Linked DNA regions of Danio rerio: region 1 is linked to region 2. A link is a contact called in public Micro-C data. All regions are on one chromosome and are shown on one strand. The core of a region is the stretch at or near the end of the contact, and the rest is flanking DNA. Distances in the headings are between cores, read along the strand shown.

Region 1 (5,235 bases), core at 2,573-5,072, 200 kb after region 2:
GTTTTGGGTAGATAGGATGTTTAAATGTTTTTAAAAAAAAGCTTCTCCTGCTCACAAAGGCTGCATTTTATTCACATTATTTCACAGTACAATTGTGAAATGTTATTGCACTATAAAATAACTGTTCAAAAGTAGTTTATAATTTAATATATTAATTTATTCCAGTGGTTTTATTTATTTATTCATTACTCCAGTCTTTAGTCACATGATCCTCAAAAATCACTTTAATAATAATAATAATAATAATAATAATAATATTATTATTATTATTATTATTATTATTATTATTATTATTATTATTATTATTATTGAATAGAGTAATTTTCTTTAAACAAAGAAAAAAAACTGATCCCAAACTTTTGACCGGTAGTGTATATGTAAATGATATGAAAATAAATCAATTAACTCATTAAAGCTATGGGTGTAAAGTCTACTGACTTTAAAAACTATTATTAACTAATCAAAATTATTAATAACTTTATTATACAATTGTTAACATAATAATAGTAAATAATAATAAAAAATAATGAATGGCAGGAATGGCATCTGCAGTAAAATAGATGTCAGAGTAATTGGTGGTTCATTATGGTGTGGTGCCCCCTGATAAAGCAGGGACTTGACAAAGCAGAAGAAAAGTGGGTTAGTTAAGTGTTTAAATGGATAGCTCCCACAGAAATGAAAATTTTATATTTTTCTAGTTGTTCAAAACCCTTCAGGAAATCTTCTTTTAGAAGAAAGCTGAAAACCTATAACCATTGACTTCCATGGTATTTTTTGTGTATCAGTCGATAGCCTACAGGTTTTCGGCCTCTTTAAAAAAAAAAAAAAGATTTAAGCATTATTTTAGTGGAAATAAGCTTATTTCTGCAACTTTTCTTGGGTCAAATCAAAACGACAAACATTGTTATATACCAAAATCATATATTTTACACTAAAATCAGGTCCATAGTTAGGGGGTGGTCGGGTGGTTGGAAAGATCAAACCACTCCATGACACAAGTCCAGAATTTCACCCATATATGAGCTAATTTATCCCATTTTTGACTGTCATGCCATCATCAATTGTGAAAATTATAGAGAGAAGAAAGTTTTAAAACGAATTTATTTTTTAGCAGTTTTTATTTGAAATCAAGTTAACCAGATTCCTATTTTTTATGATAAATGATAATATATTTGTATTTAATTTTTTTATATTTATTTATTTATTTTGTAATTCTAATTTAATAACAATATTTATAAAATTGGATTAATTTATAGTTTAAATTCTAATTTCGCAGTAAAATAGTATGGTGAGCCCTTTGACAAAATTGTAGGAAATATTTTTTGTGCATCAAAAAAGTGTGGTTATGATCCCCATCCGACAAGCGGATCCAGCAAACATTACTTCTTAAAATGTCACTAAAATGCAGAATTGAATAGAAAAATAAGGCGAATAACTGCAAAAAAGTTTAACCCCTTTTAACAGGTTATAACTACGGGCCTGAATATATCCCTCTCCCGGGAAAATATATTTCTAACAATATAAAAGCAGGGGTCGGAAACCTTTTTTCAGCAAAGAGCCATTTAAGATTTTATTTTATTTTTTTTTTTTTGGCAAATCAATTTTTTAAAGAGCCATTGGGGATATATGAAGCATCACATGTTGAGCAAGTCCAAGAAAGGATAATTTATAGATTTTATTTCTTTTCATCGTCACCAATCATAAATGTTGTTTAAATTTACGTCACTGAGGTTACCATAGAAATGTAAGTTGTATGTTGTATCGTTTATTGTTGTCGCGTTTCAAGGTTAATTCACAGCACCGCACACCTGCATTGCTTGAAACATCCTTTTATTATTATTCATTTAGCTGTAAAGATATACAATAAAAAGGTTATTTGATGATATTTTCAATAGGAAACTGATATTTAGTGACAGTTTATTTTATTTTTGGTTAGAGCCATATTCCTACCCCTAATAAAGCAGCACGAGATATAGCACTATAACCACAAGGGGGCAGTATGACACCAATAAACCCATCTCACCGCTGTGGCAAACCAGAGCCAAACTCAGATAAAACAAGAAAACATGAATGCCACATTCTATAAATCAAACTCTTATACTTAAAATAAGAAAGCATGTATATTCAATATTTTATTCAAATAATTTTGATCATAAATATATTTTTATGCTTTAACTGCGCATGGACGATAATGCATAATGAAAATATAATAAACCTATGTACCTATAATATACATTTAATCTATAAAAAAACAAAGCAACTACAACAACAACACAAAAACACTTAAGACCGGACACTGCCATCAGGCAGAATTTTCTCAGATCTCAAGACAGGTTTGCATGTCTTTCGAAAGACTCTATGGAATTTGACTACATGCCACGACTGTGCACATCAGGTATGTGACAAACCGATGTCTTGCGGCTGAAGTTCACAGTTCACACACGTTTACCGTCAAACATAAAAACAGCGCATTCATGTGCACGACATTTGCATACACCGACAATAAATAACGAACAGTCTATTCCTCGATTCCTGATTTAGGCCTTCATTTATAGTTCAGTATTGATAAAGGTTATTTTGGGTACTAGAGGTTAAGACCTACTTCTGGTACCACGCCTTGCCATAATAAAGAGGCACACAAGCAAGTGCCGCAGGGGTGATCAGTGGCCCAGATAAACTTCTCCAGACTCCTTTCACAGCCACTCTGAATCAGAAAAGAAGTGAACTGATGAGATCAAAACCGTTCATCCATTGTCAGCCACAGCCAAGCATGCCCTAAATTTACAAATTAAAAATAATGTAGCCTGTCCTTAAATCATTCGTGCCCGGCACTACACTCTTAAAATAAATGTTCTCTTGGCATCAAATGATTGCGTGAATAACCTTTGGAACCTTTTTAGCGCACAAAAGTGTCTTTAGAGTGAAAAGAGTAGATCAGGGAAATGTCCTTTATAATCCGAAATAAACAGTGTATTTCCAAAATTAGGGTTTCATATTGATGCCAAGTGAAAACGATATTTTTTAACTGTTCAGAGATCAGTTCCCCATTACAACTCGAATCAACGATATTTAATTTAAACCTTTTATTGCACTGAAAACATTTCCCAATAGAACAGTTGATGCCAATGCAGATGTTTAAATGGTTTGGTTATCTAAAGAACGTTTTTATTTTCCAGTTTAAAGATAAAACAAGCGACTTTTCTTTTTTTAATGCTGTACATAACAATCTTCATCACATCTAAGCAATGGATTATCATAATAACTATCATATAATAGCTAATAATACTATTATATTGTATGATATAGTACAATAATATCATATATTAGCTACTTTAAGCAAAGTCAGCTTCTCACTTTTAAGGCAGCTGGTTTACTCACCTCTCAAAGCAACTGATCGCATTTCACAGTGTATATCTTCCTAACTAATGCTGATTCATTAAATAATATAATGTACTTATTAAAGCTCATATTAGTAAGATGTGGGCCATTTAAAATCTATTTGACGTTCTTTTAACGCATGTGAACTGGAACGAGAACATGAAACATTTACTAACTAGTATAACAGTTCTACAAAAAAATATCTCCAGCATTTCACCTCTTCATTATCGCCATAACAGATAAAATCCCCAAAAGCCGAAGTTTGGAGACGTTTAGGCGGAGGTCATTTCGCCTTGAGGGCTGGAGAGAGAGAGAGAGAGAGAGAGAGAGAGAGAGAGAGAGAAAAACACAAGCGCGAAGAGCCAATAGGAGCCGAGTGTCCGCCCATGTGCCATATAATTCAGAGTTTCTCATACTACATCTCTGCCATTACCTTCAGTGCTTCAACAGAGGGAGTGTGAGAAAGCAGTTCATCGAGGATTTTGTGTTACAGGCATCGTCCCAAACCCAACGTCTGCATGACTTGCTTCGGTCTGCCTTGGAAATAAAGTGGACGATCGTTGTTTTTTCCTTCCTTATTAAGGATGAGTGGACCGACATATGACAGGAAGATACCCGGTATTTCGACCGATCTTTCAGGCTCTATGAGTTGCCATCCGACTTCTAAGGACTCTCCGACTCTCCCAGAGTCATCGGCTACAGACATGGGTTATTACAGCAGCCATCACGAATACTACCAGAGCCCTCCATATCCTCAACAGATGAACTCATATCATCAGTTTAATCTGTCAGGGATGGGGGCAACACCCGGAGCGTATCCCACCAAGACAGAGTATCCTTACAATACTTATAGACAATACGGACATTACAACAGAGACCTGCAGACGCCACCACAAAGTGCAGGTGAGATACTTATAAAATTGCATTCGGATATATATGCACTAATACATTTATCTTTCTGCGCAATTTCAGCATTACTTTTTCCTCTAAATAAAAACTGCAATTGCCTTTGTGTCAGGCTCAAGTTAGGAACTAAAGTTTGCTTTCGTCTTGAGAAAAAATATTGTAAATTATTCATACTTATTTAACCTACTTCTTGGGTTGATTTTGTAACATTTAAATCTATATTGTCCAAATAAACTTACAATTTATAGGACTAGTAAAGTTTATTTGTTTCAGCAGGTTAGAAAGTTGTCTCTATCACAACAGACTTGCGGTCGCTATAAAACAATTATGACATTTTTATTGCATCTGTAACGCGATTAATCATTATTAATCGATGCTCGGTGTAGGCTAGATGTCACGATGTATTTCATTCTTAGGGTAGGCCTACAAAAAATTGCTACAAGATACAGCCGTTCTTTACCTTTTGGTCAAGTTTGTGGTTTTAATTCATACTTCCTGATGCTTTCTAGACTAGATATATCATTTTACTCTATGTTGATTATTTAGCTTTCAGGAAGCAGAATTATTTAGCTTTTTAAGACATTATTATTTATATAAATAAAGGTTATACGATGCCAAAATGAGGCTAGGCCATCCATTTTCTATTTTTATTTATTTATTTGTCTGTAAAATGTTACTGAAATATAACGTGCTCTGTATTTTATTATTTCCAGTCAAAGAGGAACCAGAGACTGAAGTGCGGATGGTAAACGGAAAACCCAAGAAAATTCGCAAGCCGCGCACCATTTACTCGAGTTACCAGCTCGCCGCGCTCCAGCGCCGCTTCCAGAAAGCGCAGTATCTGGCGCTGCCGGAGAGAGCTGAACTCGCCGCACAGCTGGGGCTCACACAGACACAGGTACACCTGGAGATCACATTCATTTACAACACTGCCACTTGGCATTGCGTTAA
Region 2 (6,010 bases), core at 1,952-4,451:
AAAGGAGAAGAAAGGTGATTTAAGTGACTTAAGTGGTGTAATGGTGTGGGGGATATTTTCTTGGCACACCTTGAGCCCAATAACACCAATTGAGCATCATGTCAACGCCACAGCCTACCTGAATATTGTTGCTGACCATGTCCATCCCTTTATGACCACAGTGTACCCATCTTTTGATGGCTACTTCCAGCACAGTAACACACCATGTCATAAAGCGCAAATCCGCTCAGACAGGTTTCTTGAACATGACAATGAGTTCACAGTACTTAAATGGACTAGATCTAAACTCAGTAGAGCACCTTTGGGATGTGGTGGAACGAGAGATTCGCATCATAGATGTGCAGCCGACAAATCTGCAGCAACTGTTTGATGCAATCATGTCAATATGCAGCAAAATCTCAGGAATATTTCCAGTAGCCTGTTGAATCTATGCCATGAAGGATTAAGGCAGTTCTGAAGGCAAAAGTGGGTCCAACCCAGTACTAGTATGGTGTACCTAATAATGTGGCCGGTGAGTGTATGTTTATAATACATGTTCAAAGAAGTGTATTTGTGTATTAAATATTTGTTTTGTCCTCAAAGTCCTCAGAGGATGGGCATCATCTCTTTAAGTCTTCGCAGGGTTGGCACAATTATGGCCTGTGGATCCATCACATCTGAAGCATCATATTAAATGGCAACTTTCAGACAGTAAATAAATAAATGTCAGTAAATATAATAAACATTAGCAAGACTTGTTTAAATATTTTGAAAGACATTGGATCATTGCTGCATTAATATAATGGAAATGTAAAATATTATTACTAATTAAAATAACTGTTTTCTTTTTGTTTTAAATACATCTTATTCATGAGATGGGAATTTTCAGTATAATTACATACACTGTGAAAGCATTATATTATGCAGTTTTTGTGTTCAAAAAAACACTTTAAATAACTCAATAATTTAGCATTTATTTAAAATATATTCTTTTGTAATTTTGTAAATGTTTTTATTGTCACTTTTGAACAATTTACTGCATCTTTAGTAAAGAATATCGAAATAGTAACAATAAGTTACTATAAAAAAGAATTGACTTCAAACTTTAAAATATAACTTATAATATTATTACATAAAGTATAATTGTGTTACGTTCTGATAAAAAAAATACATCTAAATGTATTTTTAATGCCACTTTTACACTGCATTATTGTCTATTTGCTCTCTACTGTCAATTTTTGATAAATAATATATTATAAAATAAGATAAACTAATATAATATAAAATAAAATAATATAATTTAATACTAAATAATACTATATAATATAAAATAATACTATATAATATAATATAATATAATATAATATAATATAATATAATATAATATAATATAATATAATATAATATTCATTTTTTTGGGCTTAGTCCCTATATTCATCAGGGTTGCCACAGCAGAATTAACCGCCAACTTATCCAGCATATGTTTTACATTTATACACACTCATACACTACGGCCAATTTAGCTCGAACATGAACACGGGCGCGAACACGGAGAGAACATGCAAACTCCACACAGAAATGCCAACTAACCTAGCAGGGGCTCGAACCAGCGACCTTCTTGCTGTGAGGCAATTGGGCTACCCACTGCACCACCGTGCAGCCCATAATATAATAAAATATAATATGTCAGTTGACATTTCTGCATAGAGTTTGCATGTTCTCCCCGTGTTGGCGTGGGTTAAGCTCCGGTTTTCCCATTAGCCCAAAAACATGCGCTGTAAGTGAATTGAATAAACTACACTAGCCGCAGTGTTTGAGTGTGTGTGTAAGTTTGAGAGTGTATGGGTGTTTCCCAGTCTGGGTTGCATCTAGAAGGGCAAAACATGTGCAAATATGTGTAAAACATTTGCTGAAATAGCTGGCGATTCATTCCGCTGTGGCGACCCCTGATAAATAAAGAACTAAGCTGAAGGAAAATGAATGAATGAAATATATATTTTATAATATTAGCATAAAACATGTTACATTATTTAAAAAAAAAATTCTTTGATTAACAGAACATTTATTTTACATAAAGTCTTTTGCAAGTGTATATAATCATGCATTTTCTGTTACTTCAGAGAAATGTATTCCATCATTGCTGTATAAAATATTAATCTGTCTTTAAAAAAGCTGTTATGTTACTGCATGAATATAACATTGAGCCTAATATTAAATATAATCATTAATATTAAAGAACTACAGGTGATGTTGCAGTATATGAATATAAAAGCTTTTGCTAATTCAGCACAAGACAGGATTCAGAGATGGAGACCTAGATAAACATGTTAAGAACAGTTTTCATGGAGTACTGGGAACACATACCACAGCCGTGTTTAGGCATGTATGCCGTCAGTAAAAACAGCACAAAGATGGAGACTGAAAAACAGATCACTCTGAAGAAAGCTGTTTTCAGCAACCCTTGTGAATAACTCATCATTACTGGAAATAAATCAGTTAAATCAGTCGCTTTTAGTATCATACATGATGTAGTATATGAGTTTTGCAAATGAACGAATAATTAAATCCAGGCAAAACCTTTAAAAGAAGACTCAACCACACTTATAGTGACAAAAAACATTAATAGCACAATATGAATATTTACTTCAGCACTATATATGTTTATATATGTACGCTATATAAGTACATATAAACTATATAAACATCAGCACTATATGTTTTGGCCTTATGTACACTGATTTATAAGATTTTCTACATTTTTAAGTTAAATGGTTGCAAACAATTGATATGGGCTGAATTTAAACAAACAAATGAAGTCGAACATTACTAAATTTAATTGGTTTAAATTTGACCTAAATAAATAGTTTGAAACCAGTTATCTTAAAATAAATGAGTAAATCCGATGAAGCATTTTTCAGAGTAAACATAAAGTCACTTTAAGACTTTTAGGAAATATAATCTTTAAATAAAAATGTAAACAATATTCAAAGAAACAATGAAACGGCTGGCTCACATTGAGGTATTTGTTCTGACAGTAGTCGGCCACCTTGAGCAGATTGCTGTGGTTGTCGAGAAGAGCTTTCCTTGCGGTCGGAGCATCTTGGAGGATTTTGTCTATGTGTTCTTTACAGTTGTAGTCTCTCATTGTGCAGGTCTGCAGTGGAAGTTTAGTGCTGCTGGTTATGACTTCTCTCCACCGTCTCTGTAAGATTAAAGGTGAACTAGTGAATGAAGTGATGACAGGCTCTAACATGCTGAGAGAGTGGGTGTGTCTATGTGTGCATTCAGACCTCACTACTATTCAGTTGAGATCTATTTATCTGTCTGTCTGTCCATGCATATGTTCATCTGAATTTCTAACTTGCTGCCCATCTATTTCTATCTGGGTCTATCTTTCTGTTTATGTCTGTTAATATTTTCTAACTAACTAACTAACTAACTAACTAACTAACATCTATCTATCTATCTATCTATCTATCTATCTATCTATCTATCTATCTATCTATCTATCTATCTATCTATCTATCTATCTATCTATCTATCTATCTATCTATCTATCTATCTATCTATCTATCTATCTATCAGTCCGTCTATCTATCTATCTATCTATCTATCTATCTATCTATCTATCTATCTATCTATCTATCTATCTATCTATCTATCTATCTATCTATCTATCTATCTGTGCATCCATCCATCCATCTATCCATCCATCCATCCATCCATCCATCCATCCATCCATCCATCCATCCATCCATCCATCCATCCATCCATCCATCCATCCATCCATCCATCTATCTATCTATCTATCTATCTATCTATCTATCTATCTATCTATCTATCTATCTATCTATTATCCTTCTTTTCCTTCCATCGATCCATCCATCAGCCATCCTCTATCCATCCATCCATCAGTCCATCCATCCATCCATCCATCCATCCATCCATCCATCCATCCATCCATCCATCCATCCATCCAGCCATCCATCCATCCATCCATCCATCTATCTATCTATCTATCTATCTATCTATCTATCTATCTATCTATCTATCTATCTATCTATCTATCTATCTATCTATCTATCTATCTATCTATCTATCTATCTATCTATCTGTGCATCCCTCCATCCATCCATCCATCCATCCATCCATCCATCCATCCATCCATCCATCCATCCATCCATCTATCTATCTATCTATCTATCTATCTATCTATCTATCTATCTATCTATCTATCTATCTATCTATCTATCTATCTATCTATCTATCTATCTGTAAATCTGATCATCTGTCTGTTCTTTGTCTGTGTATCTGAATGTCTGTCCATCTGTCTGTGTATCTGTTCATCTTTATATATGTAAATCTGTCTGTCTTTCAATCTGTCTGTACATCTGTCTCTGCATTCATCCATCTGTCTCTGTGCTTTTATTATATGGAAAACATTTCTTCAGTAAATGAAAACATAAATCCTCTTTTCTTTTTTGATGAGGTAATGTCATGGTATGGCCACAAGAGGTCACAATACTGCTGACAAAGTGTGTCTGATCCTCTATTACAGCTCAGTTAGTGAGGAATTAACTTTTCTTTTTCCTTCACGTGTTGTCAAGAGGTGTATAAAAGTATATTCAAGTCTGTTAATAGATCATTTATAATGTTCTACAATGAGCCATGTGCCTAAAGTCTGTCCAGAAAAGCAAATATTAAATATTTAACCATCCTATCAGACTTATGAGCACAAACTCCAGTAATTATTGAGCGTATATTGCTCTTAATGCCCCATCAATGTGAGCCGTACGATTTATTGATGTCTCTGATAGGATTGACTATTGCTTCTGTCAACTGATTACTGATAGATTAGCCACTACATTTTGCCTATGATTGATATTTCAAGAGCAAAGTCTGTGTGCCGCTGGGGTTAAATGATAATTAGTTATCATTATCGCTTATCTAAATGCCAGTTACGTGCATCACGTTTTTACCACAAAGGGAATACATTGTCATTTTCTTGATGCAATCAAAACACTTCTATGCTGTTTAAAGACCAAATCATTTTGCCGTCTGCATATTAACTTAATATGAAAATTACATATCTCTAATGTGTTACAATTATGCGATAACATTAAGGCTAAATCGTGAGTGCTGTTATTCTCTCTCAAGGCGGGAAAAGTGAAGATCTTTGTGATTAACCCTCGTGTGCTGTTAGCAGTGGTGGAAAGAGTACTGAAAAATCATACTCAAGTTAAAGTACCATTACTTGCCTAAAAATGTAGTGCGAGTAGAGTAAAAGTATCTGCTGTAAATATTACTCAAAGTAAGAGTAAAAAGTAGCCCTTTAAAAAGTACTCAAGAGTAGTCAGTTGTGAGTATTACGCTGTAAAAGACGATGCATTTACATGTAGTTTGTGGATGCAAAACATTCTGTAATGCGATTAGTTATTGCCCAGCAGGCACACAACGTCATAATACGGTAATAGGTTAGATTTAGGTAGTGATAGGTGACCAAAAGTCAATGTCTATCCAGCAACTAAGGACAAGACTATTTTGACATCCAATAACAGTTTATTTTAGGTTGTCAGAAAGCAATCAAAATCAAAAGTCAAGCCAATATCTTTAACCACTGTCATATTGATGTCAGGGCAATGGTTTGAACCTTGGCTCAGTTGGCTTTTCTGTGTGGAGTTCACATGTTTTCCCTGCATTTGCGTGGGTTTCCTCCGGGTGCTCCAGTTTCCCCCACAGTCCAAAGACATGGAGCCCAGGTGAATTAGGTAGGCTAAATCGTCTGTAGAGTATGAGTGTGTGTGTATGTGTGTGTGTGGATGTTTCCCAAAGATGGCTTGCCGCTGGAAGGGCATCCGCTGCGTAGAACGTGCTGCATAAGTTGGCGGTCCATTCCGCTGTGGCGACCCCGGATTAATAAAGGGACTAAGCCGACAAGAAAATGAATGAATGAATATTGATGTCAAATACTGACATTTATACGTCAGGTTTGGCAACCAAAATCCAACGTCTGATATACGTCATAGTGGTA

What was found. Hi-C and Micro-C count contacts between places; a contact is called where the count stands out from the background.
Region 1: a contact with region 2 is called in a Micro-C map of caudal fin, with 9 times the contacts expected there. The contact joins the promoter of dlx3b here to the promoter of abi3b in region 2. A contact is called at or near these places in 2 of 18 Hi-C or Micro-C datasets (caudal fin and an unstated tissue).

Annotation. Positions count from the first base shown.
Region 1 is chr12:6,248,267-6,253,501 of GRCz12tu, forward strand. It overlaps dlx3b (distal-less homeobox 3b), which reads left to right and starts at 3,823. Exons shown (of 3, transcript NM_131322.2): 1 at 3,823-4,281; 2 at 4,998-5,182. The coding sequence starts at 3,963.
Region 2 is chr12:6,045,235-6,051,244 of GRCz12tu, forward strand. abi3b (ABI family, member 3b) reads right to left here and starts at 3,202. Exons shown (of 6, transcript XM_689325.8): 1 at 2,993-3,202. The coding sequence starts at 3,124.